Linked DNA regions of Mus musculus: region 1 is linked to region 2. Evidence: chromatin contacts called from public promoter capture Hi-C data. All regions are on one chromosome and are shown on one strand. The core of a region is the stretch at or near the end of the contact, and the rest is flanking DNA. Distances in the headings are between cores, read along the strand shown.

Region 1 (6,900 bases), core at 630-3,129, 1.2 Mb before region 2:
CTGGCTGTCCTGGAACTCTCTCTGTAACCAGGCAGGCCTTGAACTCAGAGATCCACCTGCCTCTGCCTTCTCAGTGCTGGGACTAATGGTGCTCGCCACCACGCCTCGAATGTTTTGTTGTGGATTTTATTACATAGTCTTGATTAGCCTGTGGTGATCTTATGTTATTGTGGCATAAGAGCTGGAATCAGGGGTGTATACTACTATACCAGGCCCAGAGGCCATTTCTTTCCCAAAAACTATGTGCGCGAGCGTGTGTGTGTGTGTGTGTGTGTGTGTGTGTGTGTGTGTTTCTGTCTGTCTTCATATTAAAGAAAAAGTACAAAATAACGTGAATAATGAGAGGTAGTTGCTCATATTTTTTTCCTTCTTGTCTCTCAACCTTCGTAAATTCCTCCTTCCCCACTGCTCTTCATAACTTCCTGACACCCCCAACTTGGCGATTGAACTTACAATTTTATTTTCATTTTTTAAAAGTGATTGTTGTCGCCGGGCAGTGATGGCACACGCCTTTAATCCCAGCATTCAGGAGGCAGAGGCAGGCAGATTTCTGAATTCAAGGCCAACCTGGTCTACAAAGTGACTTCCAGGACAGCCAGGGCCACACAGAGAAACCCTGTCTTGAAGAAAACAAAAACAAAAACAAAACAAAAAAAAGATTGTTGTCTGATGGGTGTTCCTGTCACAGTATACTTTTAAATGTCAGAGGACAACTTTATGGGTTTTGGGGATGGAATTGAGGCATACATGGAAAGTGCTTTACATACTGCACGATCTTGTAACTTTCTTATCAAACATGGATTATTTTTCTAACACACGTTGTTTTAAGAAAACAAACAAATGGGCTGGAGAGAAGGCTCAGTGGTTAAGAGCACTGACTGCTCTTCCAGAGGTCCTGAGTTCAATTCCCAGCAACCACATGGTGGCTCACAACCATCTGTAATAGGATCTGATGCCCTCTTCTGGTGTGTCTGAAGACAGCTTCAGTGTACTCATATAAAATAAATAAACCTTAAAAAAGAAAGAAAGAAAAAAAGAAAGAAAGAAGGAAGGAGAGAAAGAAAGAAGGAAGGAAGGAGAGAAAGAAAGAAAGAAAGAAAGAAAGAAAGAAAGAAAGAAAGGAAGAAAGAAAGAAAGAAAGAAAGACAGACAAAACTAGCCAGGCATGGTAGCAGATGCCTGTGGCACTAGCACTCAAGGAGAGGAAGAATTGCTAAAGATTGGAGGCTAGCCTGGTCTACAGAGCAAGTTCCAGGTTAGGAGTTCATAGTATATCTGTCTCAAAAGCCAAAACAAACAAACAGATAAATGTGATTAAGTAAAGGAAAGCATCCAGAGCAGAACTTCTGCTATGGAAGTCCTTCAACTTTGCAAGAGAAAAGTAGTTTTTGTTTTTGTTTTTGTTTTTGTTTTTGTTTTGTTTTGTGATACAGGACTCTCTAAATAGTCCTGGCTGTTTTGGAACTCACTATATAGATCTGGGTGTTCTCAAACTCACAGAGACTTGCTTGCCTCTGCTTCTTAAGTGCTGCCACAACAGGTCAGTTAGTTCGGAGCTAATTTTTAATTAAATGTCTATCAGGTTTGGAAGGCTCATTATACACACTCTGGTTAACATAAATTGAATGTTTGGTATCTGGTAGACAGGTTTCTTGCTTCTCTCCTTGATTTTACAACAAAACAAAACTTTCGTGAAGAATAATTTTCTGATAGGCATCCGGGTCCACAGAAAGAAATTCCGGTCCCCGTGCCTCCGTGACACGTGACCCTATGACCCAAGAAGCCATTTTAAGGCTGGCCTCATAGAGGAAACTACAACTCCCAGAATGCCTGCGCTTTGCGTCGTGCTGGCACTTTCACTGGCCCAGCCTTAAAGGCGAGCCTGTAGCCGGGCGCCATCTTTGACGCTGGCAGTCCTGGGTTTCTGCTTGTTCGGCTGCTGTGAGGACGGCGGGCGACCGCAGCTAAGAAAAGAGAAAGACGTGGCAGCACGCGGGAGTCGGAGACATTGTCATCGGTTCGGTAAAGTTTCTGTTCTCTGGTAACTAGACCCATTTTTTGATTCCCGGGTGACTTGGGGCCTGGGAGGGAGAAGAGGGCGAGGGGAGTGGCAGCGGCCTCCCCTCGCCCGACTTTCGGCCTAGCCCGGGAAGTCTGAACCGGGCCCATCAGCACGGCAGCTACCCGGACTCCCGCCGGCGGCCCCGGCCTGCTGGGCTCCTAGGCAGACTTCAGCTCACTTTCCCACCCTCCCTGCCCCCACCCGCTCCGCCCCACCCCCACGGCGCCTGCTCCCTTACTTACCAACCTCTTCCCCCTCCCCCCACATCCGGTGTTCCCGAACCGGGATTCCCGGGTAGCCCCGGAAAAGCGACTGTTTCGGACCCCCGGAGGGGGAACTGACACTAGGTTGCTCTCTTCCGGGAATCAGTTTCTTTAGTTAGCTGGCCCTCCCTCCCGAGATCAGATCAAGTGCCTGGACCCGACTTTACCTCCTCGCCTTCCTCTCTAGGGTCCCACTACTTTGGAGGTTTTCTAATATTCCACATACAGAGTCGAATTCTGGTATCCTATTCCCATTCCCTACCCTGATTACTCTCCCGCCCAAGCCTTCATCCTCGAAGTCAAGAGCTACAGGGACTCTTCGTTCTTGTAGGATTGGTGAGATCGTACGAAGAACACCCCTTAGACGCCCATAATCGGTGCGGATCCCCATGGGGAAGGCTCGTTTTGTTGACATCTACCAGGCTTTGGTTCTGAACCCAGAGAAGGCGGCTGTGCAGCTAGTGGTAGCCATGCTTTCGTAGGGTAAACGTGTTGGTATTGAGGGGAGGGGAGGGGGCCCACGGAAAAGGAATGGAAGTGGTTTAAAGCTTATTTTAGTTTGGCTGCTCATAGAATGTCAATTTATGAGTTATTTACAGGTTGTATGTAATGTTGCTTCAGTCTAAAAATATGAACTCTTGATAGAAACCGTAAATGAAGAATATAGCTTGTTACCTTGTTTTGAAATTTTATTTCCAGTTAATTTTTCTTCAGCCACCTATAGTTTTCAAAATATCAGAACAGAAAGGGCACAGCTAGCGCTTACTGCTAATGCCTAGTATGTGGAATCTGATTTAGCTGGCCGGAATTGACTTTTTAGGTTGTATTGGCAAGTCAGTCTTAAATGATGACTGTTGAGTGGTGCACTAAGCTTAAGTGAAATTTCCTGAAAATATTCCCGAAGTTAAGGGAAAGCCAGTGTTGTTGTCGTGTGGATTCACTAAAAGTACATATTTTAAGAACTGAAGGCATTTCCAGCAGATGAAGTTCTTGATTCGGCAGCAAGAACGTGAACCTGCAATTTGGAAGACTTAACCTTTAGCTGCTCCAGATCCCATGACGGTGGGAAAATGGGCCTCGGTTCTCTTTTCTATAACATAAGGACACTGGACGATTTGAATTTGAAAGTTACAAGAACTCCTAAAGCCCTGCAAGACAGAGTTTGGGAATGTTCTCCATTGCTGTCATTTTTCCTCCAAAAATAACCTGGCTTGGAAATCATCAGTTGAAAGGGAATTTGACTCCCCATAGAAACTGGAGGAAAGGTAATACAAGTGGAGAGGGTCAGCTGTATTTCTGCCAGAGTAATAAACCCACTGAGAGGTTCTGGTCCGCATTGTGGAGACATAAAGAGAATGAGTGTATGTACTCTAAGTGTACCAGTTTCCTCAATCTCTCCTGGCAGAAGATGCAGTACTTTTGGTGATGCTGGGATTCTGGGGTGCGTTTCCATTAATTCAAACACAGACGAAGACGATGTGGTAGAGGGAAAGATGGTGGCAGAAGGAGCGAATAAAGAGACAAAATTGCCTGCTAAAAAGAAAAGAAAGAAGGGTTTGCGAATTAAGGGGAAAAGACGCCGAAAAAAATTGATTCTTGCCAAAAAGTTTAGTAAGGATTTGGGGTCTGGGAGACCTGTTGCTGATGCCCCTGCTTCGTTAGCTTCCGGTGCCCCTGAGCAAGATGAAGAAAGTCTTTTTGAGGGCAACATAGAAAAGCAAATCTATCTGCCTAGTACCAGAGCCAAAACCTCCATTGTGTGGCACTTCTTTCATGTTGACCCCCAATATACCTGGAGAGCAATTTGTAACCTGTGTGAAAAAAGTGTCAGCAGGGGTAAGCCAGGCAGCCATCTTGGTACATCTACTCTTCAAAGACATCTTCAGGCAAGGCATTCTCCTCACTGGACCAGGGCCAACAAGTTTGGAGTCACTAATGGGGAGGAGGACTTTACCTTGGATTTATCGTTGTCTCCTCCTTCTCCTGGAAGCAATGGAAGCTTTGAGTATATTCCTACTGATTCTGTAGATGAAAACAGAATGGGTAAGAAGCGCGATAAGTCAGCATCTGATGCCCTGAGGGCAAAAAGAGGGCGCTTTCTCATCAAAAGCAACATTGTCAAGCATGCCTTAATTCCAGGAACGAGAGCCAAGACATCTGCAGTTTGGAATTTTTTTTATACTGACCCTCAGCACATCTCAAGAGCTGTGTGTAACATATGTAAAAGAAGTGTGAGCCGGGGTAGGCCAGGTTCCCACTTAGGAACTTCAACACTTCAACGACATCTTCAGGCCACGCATCCCATCCATTGGGCTGTTGCCAACAAAGACAGTGGTGCTATTGGAAACGGATTAGATGAGACTGAAACAGAGAGCAGTGATCTCCTGAATGATACGATGCCTGGAGAGAAGTCATCAGGCAGCCAAGATTTAACAGCTGAGGACCTCAGTGACTCTGATACAGATGAACCCCCTTGTTTAGAGGTTGAAAATAGATCTGAGAGTCCTATTCCTGTTGCAGACCAAGATAATCCGGTGCACGCACAAGAGAGAGAAACGACGACACATTGTGAAAATGCAGCCGCAAATCAAATAAGTCAGGCAGTTATTCAGATGATTGTGGAGGATCTGCATCCGTACAACTATTTCTCAACCCCAGCCTTTCAAAGGTTTCTACAGATTGTCGCTCCTGACTATAGATTGCCATCAGAGACTTACTTTTTCACCAAAGCTGTACCTCAGTTATATGATTCTGTTAGAGAAAAAATTTTCTTAACTTTAGAGAATGTTCAAAGCCAAAAGATCCACCTGACTGCTGACATATGGACTCATGACCCTTCCACTGACTATTTCATTGTGACTGTACACTGGGTCTCTTTGGAAACTGCATCTTCTCCCAGTAATGGTGGGACTCCCAATTTTAGAAAGTGGGCAGTACTTTGTGTTACAGGTTTAGCCAAAGACTGTTTGATAACTAACATTTTACAAGAATTAAATGACCAGATTGGTCTGTGGCTTTCTCCTAATTTCCTTACCCCTAGCTTCATTGTTTCTGACAATTCTTCTAATGTGGTACATGCAATCAAAGGTGGTGGCTTTACCCATGTGCCATGCTTCCTGCATTGTCTAAATATAGTGATTCAGGACTTTTTCTGTGAGCACAAAAGTATTGAGAATATGTTAGTGGCTGCTAGGAAAACCTGCCATCATTTTAGCCATTCTGTCAAAGCCCGCCAGATACTACAAGAATTCCAAAATGATCACCAGCTTCCATGGAAGAATCTGAAGCAGGATGAAACTGGCCACTGGATTTCTACCTTTTACATGTTAAAATGGCTTTTAGAACATTGCTACTCTGTTCACCATAGTCTGGGCAGAGCCAGTGGAGTTGTACTTACCTCCCTTCAGTGGACTCTAATGACATACGTTTGTGATATTCTTAAGCCATTTGAGGAGGCCACCCAGAGAGTGAGTGTGAAGACAACAGGATTGAATCAGGTGCTACCCCTAATCCACCATCTCCTCTTTTCCCTGCAGAGACTCAGAGAAGATTTTCAAGTCAGAGGTATTACTCAGGCCCTCAATCTGGTGGACAGTTTATCTTTGAAACTTGAAAGTGATGCCTTACTAAGTGCCATGCTCAAATCCAAGCATTGTATCTTGGCTACTTTGTTAGATCCTTGTTTTAAGAACAGTTTGGAGGACTTTTTTCCTCAAGGTGCTGATTTAGAAACTTACAAACAGATCCTTGCAGAAGAGGTTTGTAATTATATGGAATCTTCGCCAGGGGCCTGCCAGATTTCAAGTTCTGAAACATCTGGCCCTTTAGTTAGGTTAGGAACTGATTCGTTTACTTCTATAAAAGAAGGCACCTCCAGTGCAGGTTCTCTGGATAGCTCAGCCGCAGGCAGTGTTGCTGTTGGGAGCAAAAGCTCCTTGCTCCCCGCTGCGGTAGCAGTAGTAGATGAGTACTTCAAAGAGAAGTATTCAGAGCTCTCAGGAGGTGATGACCCTTTGGTTTACTGGCAGAGGAAGGTGAGCATATGGCCAGCTTTGACCCAAGTTGCCATTCAGTATCTGAGTTGCCCCATGTGTAGTTGGCAATCTGAATGCATGTTTACCACAAATAGCCACTTTCATCCAAAGCAGATCATGAACATGGACTTTGATAATATAGAACAGCTCATATTTCTGAAAATGAACTTGGAGAATGTTAACTATGACTATTCTACATTGATTCTGAGCTGGGACCCTGAAAATAAGGCTGTTCAGAGCAATGAAAAAGAAATACTACCTTAATTTCCTTTTCCTTGTCCTACTTAAAATGGGCAGCTTTCGCTATATTACTATATCTTATTGCTGTTGTTACTATATGTAGTCGTACTATTTATCCTTTTAAAAAAATGGCTGGGTGTGTTCACAGTGCCTGTAGTCCTGGCTATTTGAGACACTGAGGCTGGATTATGACTTTAGCACATGAGTTTGAGACCAGCCCAGGCAACATGTTAAGATCCTGCCTTACAAAAATGAAAAACCTGAGGAAATCCGAAATTACAGAAAGACTGAAAACTCCACA
Region 2 (7,187 bases), core at 560-3,059:
CCCTTTCATCTTTTCCCTTCCACCTATTCACACCCAGTCCCAGGGTTTCAATAAGCAGAAACAAATGGTGATCATAAGTCAAGACTTGTCTCCCAAGCTCTCAGTCTACATCCAACAGATCCAAGCTACCTTTCACAATTCCTTGCATCTTATTAGTCAAGCACCATTATTTTGTAGTTCATTTTCTTATCACCACTACACTCAAATACTGCCTCCCCAATGTTTTTTCTTTCTATGTCCCAATTCACACATTCCGTGTATCACTCATACATTGTGGCCTTCCAGACTGGTTTTATATTGTCTCAACATTCATCTATGCATTATAACTCTCCGAAAAACTTTATAAATCAGTGCTCCATCTGAGCTGTTGGTGTATCTGCCCTATCTTCCTTAAAAAGTAAACTGTCCAACCTGGCATCCATGAGTCTCCACAAAATAAACATCATCAACTTAAACTCTTGGTTATCCTCTTTATTACAATATCCACATTTTGGCATAGCAGAAAAATTATCTCACTGAGGGGCAGCAGAGATGGTTCAGTGGTTAAGAGCACTGGCTGCTCTTCCAAAGGTCCCAGGTATGATTCCCAGCACCCATATTGTAGCTCAAAACCATTTGTAACTCCAGTTTCAGGGAATCTGACTCTCCTGGCTCCTGTGGGCACCAGGCACATACATCACTGGTGCACAGTCATACATACAGACAAAGCACCCACACACATAAAATAACAAATTAAAAATTTTCTCATTGGTGTCTTTTATTTTAGATACACCTTTCACATACTTTCATACTTCGTCAGTATTATATCCACAAGCATGCACCCATGCTCCAATAAAGCCGCTATAAAGACAAAGAACACTTTAAAAATTATCTTTGTAAGTGGGCTGGAGAGATGGCTCAGCGGCTAAGAGTACTGACTGGCTGGGCGGTGGTGGCGCACGCCTTTAATCCCAGCACTTGGGAGGCAGAGGCAGGTGGATTTCTGAGTTCGAGGCCAGCCTTGTCTACAAAATGAGTTCCAGGGAAGCCAGGGCTATACAGAGAAACCCTGTCTCGAGAATAAAACAACTGCTTGTGTAGTTCACATTTCCGGGGATCTACACCTCCCTACGGTTAAGGACCTTAAACGGGCAGTCAAGATGACTGGATTCCAAATGCCAACTACGCCACTTAGTGCCGAATTACAACACCCTTACCTATTCCCTTAACCTTTTTTTTATTTTTTATTTTTAAAATAAAATCTGGTTAAGTAACACCTTTCCAGCAAGAGTAATCCCATCTAGGCACCGGATCCCCTGACAGGTCTTCAAAATTGACCCACCCTAGGTCACTCTTCCTCTGACTGCATCTCCAAAACTCTGGTCCTGTCTGATTTGTTACTTCAGCACCTGCGATCTTCGAAATCACAGCTCGGACAAAAAGTGCCTCAATGACTCCACAACTGATCTGAAAGCGGTTTCAGAAAAGTAATGCATTCTCTTCGGACAGAAGCTGGTCTTACTCCTGCTGCTGCAACTCCACCTCACGAGCACTCAATGAACCATCTCCGAAGAGTGTCCCTAAGGTTGCAGCCTGCGGTCCCTCCCGCCCAGGTTCCCTCCTTCCCAATACCGAAGGGTTTGCTAAGTCGCAGGCAAGCCCTCCTCACCCAGCAACTCGAGGTTCATCCCTGCAGACGCTGGCCGCCTGGTCTCCGCACCGGCAACAGTTCCTTCTCCCCCACCCGCTCAGAAGCCCCGCGTCTAAGTGGGGGGCGCCGCGAAGAGCCTGGCGCAAGCTCCGGAGACTTTCGGACTTAGAAGGCCCCGCGGCTTCCGCTTTCCTCCCCCGCCTTCCTTGTTCGTTTTACGTAGCTGTCCACATTTCTCCCTAATTAAAAAAAATATTAAACGCTCTTGTAATCAAACAACTATAATATTATCGAGGGAGAAAAAAATGTCATAGTCAGTCGGAACTCCAAAAAGTACAAGAATGTAAAGCTTTTCTCTCCGGGACCACGTAAGTGAGCAAGAAATTTCAGGCATATCACTAACCCACTAATACTCACAATGCCGTGTGTTCCTTGGGTTGTCCCGGCGGCTGCCTGAGACTCCGCAAGAAAGGTTCCGGGCGATTCTTTCTACCGCAGGAAAGCGGGAAAGGTCGGCCCCTAGTGCAAGAGTGTTGGAGCTCTTTGGCGTGGTCAGAGCGCGTGCTGGCTTGGCTCACCTTACTATGAGTACTATAATTACTATGTGTCTGACTTAGTTTCGTGAAGATTATTTCACGTCTCTAAAACTATGCTATGCATCACATAAAACGGCACGATAGTATTTGTTAGGCCCTTTCCTGCGGTATTACTGTGTACACAACATCGATTAGGGCACAGGAACATTGTCAAGAGAGATGGACTGAGTGTCCCACAGTTCTGTCAGACTTGATGTACACAGAGCAATCAGAGAAGACCAGCTAATGGTAAATAATGGGCGTGGGGTGGGAAGTGTTTATCCAATGTGGTGGGCAAGTCACCCCTGTGTAGCTATAATGACAGTAATCTAGAGGTCCTCCTAACTGACTTCACCGTTATGGGTATTTAACCCTTTCCTTGTGCGTAAAATGACAGTGATAATAATACTACTTAGAGAATTACGAGGATTAAATGAGTTAAGCATATAAAGTGCATAAAAAAATCAGGTGACAGCAAGTATAAGCCATTATTTACCAGTTACTATCTCCTAAATATGTCTTTCATGTAGCCATTTAACCCAAAAACAGTAATTGAGGCTCAGAGATATTGGACAATTTTCACTCCCTTTCGTGTCCAATATTTCCGAAATGCTATCCAAATACTATAGAACCAGAAATAATTTGTAGAAATATTTCTGCACTTCTCACAGTGATTTATTATCAGGTCTCTTTGGCTGTACCCACTGGCTTAGTGAAACAGAAAAAAAAATACATTGTTTCACTTATGAAGTAATAATGATGAACTTTTCACGTGTATATGGGTTTATTTTCTGTAGGCAGACTGTTGGTGTCCCTGGCCATGTTTTTTTCTAATGGAACATGCATTTTGTAAAATTTTCAAGGAAGGAATAATATGATCAAGTTAATGTTTAAAAAATAAAAATTCCTACCCAGTCTTATAGCTCATATATGTAATCTCAGCACTCAGGAAGGAGCCTGGGCTCCCTAGTGAGTCCTGGAGTGAGAGAGAAGAAGGAAATAACATTAGACGGGTTGGGATTTTTGTTGTTGCAGCTGCTGCTGCTGTGCTGGTTTGCTTTGGTTTGGGTTTGGGTTTGGGTTTGGGTTTGGGTTTGGTTTGTTTGCTTTCAGCTCTTCTGGTACTGGTGATTGAACCTAAGCCTTACCTACAGAGCCTACCTATAAGCCTAGCCCTAAAGATCAACCTCTTAAAGACACTGTTGAGTAGGAGTTCCGGTGAGGGGTAAAAACTCTCCAGGAGTTTACTGTTGGCCGTGAAGGATGGTCTGAATCCAATCTACAGGAGAGAAAAACAATCAAGGAGCTTGAGATTAGGAGACAGAATTGGAAGCGGCATAAATGCAAAAGATGTGTGTGTGTGTGTGTGTGTGTGACATGTTTCTGCTTTGGGGGCTCCATTTGCTGGTGCAGAGGATACAGAGAAGGAAACAGCCTGTATAAGGTAGATGTTCTGCCCAGACACGTTGACTAGAGATGATAAAACGTGGACTTCAAAGAGGTCCCGGTTAAAGATGTACTGTATTTTGTCAAGTTTATATATGCATATTTTTGCACTTTAAAAATCTCTGGGGGGGGGGTCTGGGAGACTTTTGGGATAGCATTTGAAATGTAAATGAAGAAAATACCTAAATAAAAAAAATCTCTGAAAAAAAATCTCCAAATTAGTGATAGAGCACGACATGCATGATTATCCCTCAGAATGGAGCCGTAGGGGTTGGCTTGTTGTTGTTGTTGTTGTTGTTGTTGGTTTGATTTGGTTTGGTTTGTTTTTTTATTTTTGGGTTTCTTTTTTATTTTCTTTTTTTGGTATGGTAGACATTGTATTCCTTGTAATTCGTTGTGTTCTACTTTGATTAAAAACTATAATTGGTGGGCTTTGCTTTGTGAGGGCTAATTAGAGTTTATTAATATTACTAATTGTCAAACAGGGTATCTGAAGCTTTGTTTAAAGGGGAGAAATTTTAAATGATTTTTTTCTTCTTGGCCTGGAGCAATTTGTACCTGTCAGTCATGAAAAAAGAACTTGGTTTTTAGCCAGGCTGAACTTCCCTCTCAGTAAGATATTTTCTGTCCTTCATGCAGGAGGCCAGCTAGTATTTATCCCCCTTACTGATAAAAATCATACATTCTAGGCTGGAATGTATGGTAGAGCCTGTGTGAGGCTGTGGGGTTGAGCCTGAAGCACCATGGGGTATGGGGTGGAAACACTCTACCTGGAACCCTTCTGTTCACACTCAGCCAAGAGCTCCTGGCAGCTGGCATAGAGAACATAAGTGTGTTTGAAAGCTGTGTGCTTCCAGCATAGAGACAAGGTTGACAACCACAGCAGAGAGCTGGGGGTGGCATCAAAAATACAAAACAAGGATCAAAGCCTCTCCCGGAAAAAGGGGACAAGTGCAGTCAGTGTTCATTGTCAGCAGAATTACAGATTTAATGTAGTTAAAGAGAGAAAAAAAGGACAGTTACAACACAGCTCTGAATTCCCTGGAGACAAGAAAATTGAGAAGGGAAGAAAAGCACATAGGTAGGTCTGGATGCCATTCCCTGGAAAACAATGGAAGCATACACACACAAACATATACATACAAACATTCACACACATATACATACATACATATATACATACATACATACACAAACACATACATGCATGCATGAACACATACAAACACACATACATACATACAGACACACAAACATACACACACATACATACATACACACAAACATACACACATATACATACATGCATGCACAAACACACACATACATAAATACACGAACACATACAAACATACATACACACACAAACACACAGACACAAACGCAAACATACACAAACATATACACAAATACAGACATACAAACATACACACATACATACATACACAGACACACACATACAAACACACACACACACACACAAACACACATACATACAAAAACACACTTACAAATACACACATACATACACATACAAACACACACAAACATATACACACATAAACATATATACAAAAACACACAAATACACACACATGTACAAAAATACACACACAAACACACATACATGATTATTCCTCAAAGTGTTTTCTGTAGTTGCCAGATAACTGAAACAATTGAATGTTTTGAAAAGCAGGGAGCTTGACCTTTTCTTTTCTTTCCTTGTTTTTTTTTTTGTTTTTTTGTTTTTTGTTTTTTTTTTTCGAGACCGGGTTTCTCTGTGTAGCCCTGGCTGTCCCAGAACTCACTCTGTAGACCAGGCTGGTCTCGAACTCAGAAATCTGCCTGCCTCTGCCTCGCGAGTGCTGGGATTAAAGGCCTGCGCCACCACCGTCCGGCCTGACCTTTTCATTATTAATCATTCTGCAGAATCTTAGAAATCTATAATTTGTTCTAACTTTTGTTATTTGTTTGTTTCAAGACAGTGTCTCTCTATAATCTTGCATGTCCTGGAACTCACTCTGTAGACCAGGCTGGTCTTGAACTCAGAGATTCGCCTGACTCTGCCTCCTGAGTGCTGGGATGAAAGGCATTCGCCACCACCACCCTGCTCTGTCCTGTCTTATTTTATCTGTAGATAAAAGCCAATTTCTTTGTCAGAACCCCCCAGGAGTTTGTTGTGATCACAGTTATGCATGAAGTAGCCGAGCACAATACCGTCTCTCAACCGTTGCTGTCTCCAGTCCTAGCCATGCTTTGCAACTCCAGTTAATTGTTGAAAACATGTTTCATGATTCCTAATAAGTAATGCTATACTACAGTTTAGAGATGTATAAACTGTAGTAAGAAACCCTTATCTCTCCCAGTATGACGTTAAAAAAAAAAAAGGTAAAGAAATCTGCCATTTGAAAGCAGTAGCAAGCCGGGAGTGGTGTCGAACACCTTTAATCCCAGCACTCAGGCGGATTTCTGAGTTCAATGCCAGCCTGGTCTACAAAGTGAGTTCCAGGTCAACCAGGGCTACACATAGAAACCCTGTCTCGAAAAAAAACAACAAACAAACAAACAAACAAACAAACAAAAAACAAAGAAGAAGAAGGGAAGAGGGAGACGAAGAAGGGGAAGAGGAGAAAGGAGAGGAGGAGGAGAGGGAGGAGGGGGAAAAAGCAGTAGCAAAAAAAAAAAAAAAAAAAAAAAAAGAAAAGAAAATCATTGTAAACACAACCTTCCACTAGGGGTAGCCATTCCCACCTCAACCCATCATGCTAGACGCCAGTGAAGGATGGTTTCTGGTTAAAAGCCAGCCTATGCATTTGAGGCTAGCCTGGGCTACGATATGAGTCCCCCCCCTCCCCCGGGGGGGGGATGGGAATGAATCTCAGCCATAGAACCCTTGCCTACCAAGTATGTGTGAGACCCTGGGTTCAGTCCTCAGCACTACCAAACCAGAAAGAACCATCCCAGCACCTGCTAACCCTTCGGAACTTTCATCATTTTGAACCATTCAAACTGCTTTGCTTTCTTGCTGGGAACCAGCTGGACAATTACAATGAGAATCCCAGGTAGCAAGAAGTTGGCATTAAGTCTATCCTCAGCTCTATTACTGGATCAGTTTTTCTCTCTTGAATATCTTTCCCTTATAATTTCAACTACAGAAAAATTTCATGAGTCTTCTGGGGTCCTTTTCCCAGACCTACAGAATGAGGCTCTCCTGTCGTGATCCTGGTCTCTCCCTCCTGACTGTCAGGAAGAAACACATCTTTGCTATGGGTCTCAGACCTGGGTGGGGCCAGCGAGCCATATATTAGCCTGCTCTTTGTTTTCATACTTCTGTATGACATTGTGTTGTTTTTTACCATAGTGGGGAAGCTACTACCACAGTCTACCCAACACACCCACCACAGCTACCAAGTCCCACCACAGCTACCAAGATGGACCTGCAGTCATCCTTGGTTACCTCGCATCCAGTTCAGTGTCCCAGGGTGCTCTGGTGTGGTTTCTTCCTGGAATAGGTAGACGGTTTTTAGATGCCATTG

What was found. Promoter capture Hi-C pulls out the DNA fragments that hold promoters and counts their contacts.
Region 1: a promoter capture Hi-C map of pre-B cells shows a contact between it and region 2, with 4 times the contacts expected there. The contact joins the promoter of Zc3h11a here to the promoter of Rbbp5 in region 2. A contact is called at or near these places in 2 of 39 promoter capture datasets (the C10 cell line and pre-B cells) and 1 of 115 datasets of contacts at active chromatin or transcription factors (embryonic stem cells).

Annotation. Positions count from the first base shown.
Region 1 is chr1:133,656,378-133,663,277 of GRCm38.p6, reverse strand. Zc3h11a (zinc finger CCCH type containing 11A) reads left to right here and starts at 1,879. Exons shown (of 18, transcript NM_001276767.1): 1 at 1,879-2,041. Zbed6 (zinc finger, BED type containing 6) reads left to right here and starts at 2,393. Exons shown (of 1, transcript NM_001166552.1): 1 at 2,393-6,900. The coding sequence starts at 3,681. The coding sequence ends at 6,623.
Region 2 is chr1:132,471,989-132,479,175 of GRCm38.p6, reverse strand. It overlaps Rbbp5 (retinoblastoma binding protein 5, histone lysine methyltransferase complex subunit), which reads right to left and starts at 1,809. Exons shown (of 14, transcript NM_172517.2): 1 at 1,649-1,809. The coding sequence starts at 1,667. 6030442K20Rik (RIKEN cDNA 6030442K20 gene) reads left to right here and starts at 2,112. Exons shown (of 2, transcript NR_165177.1): 1 at 2,112-2,454.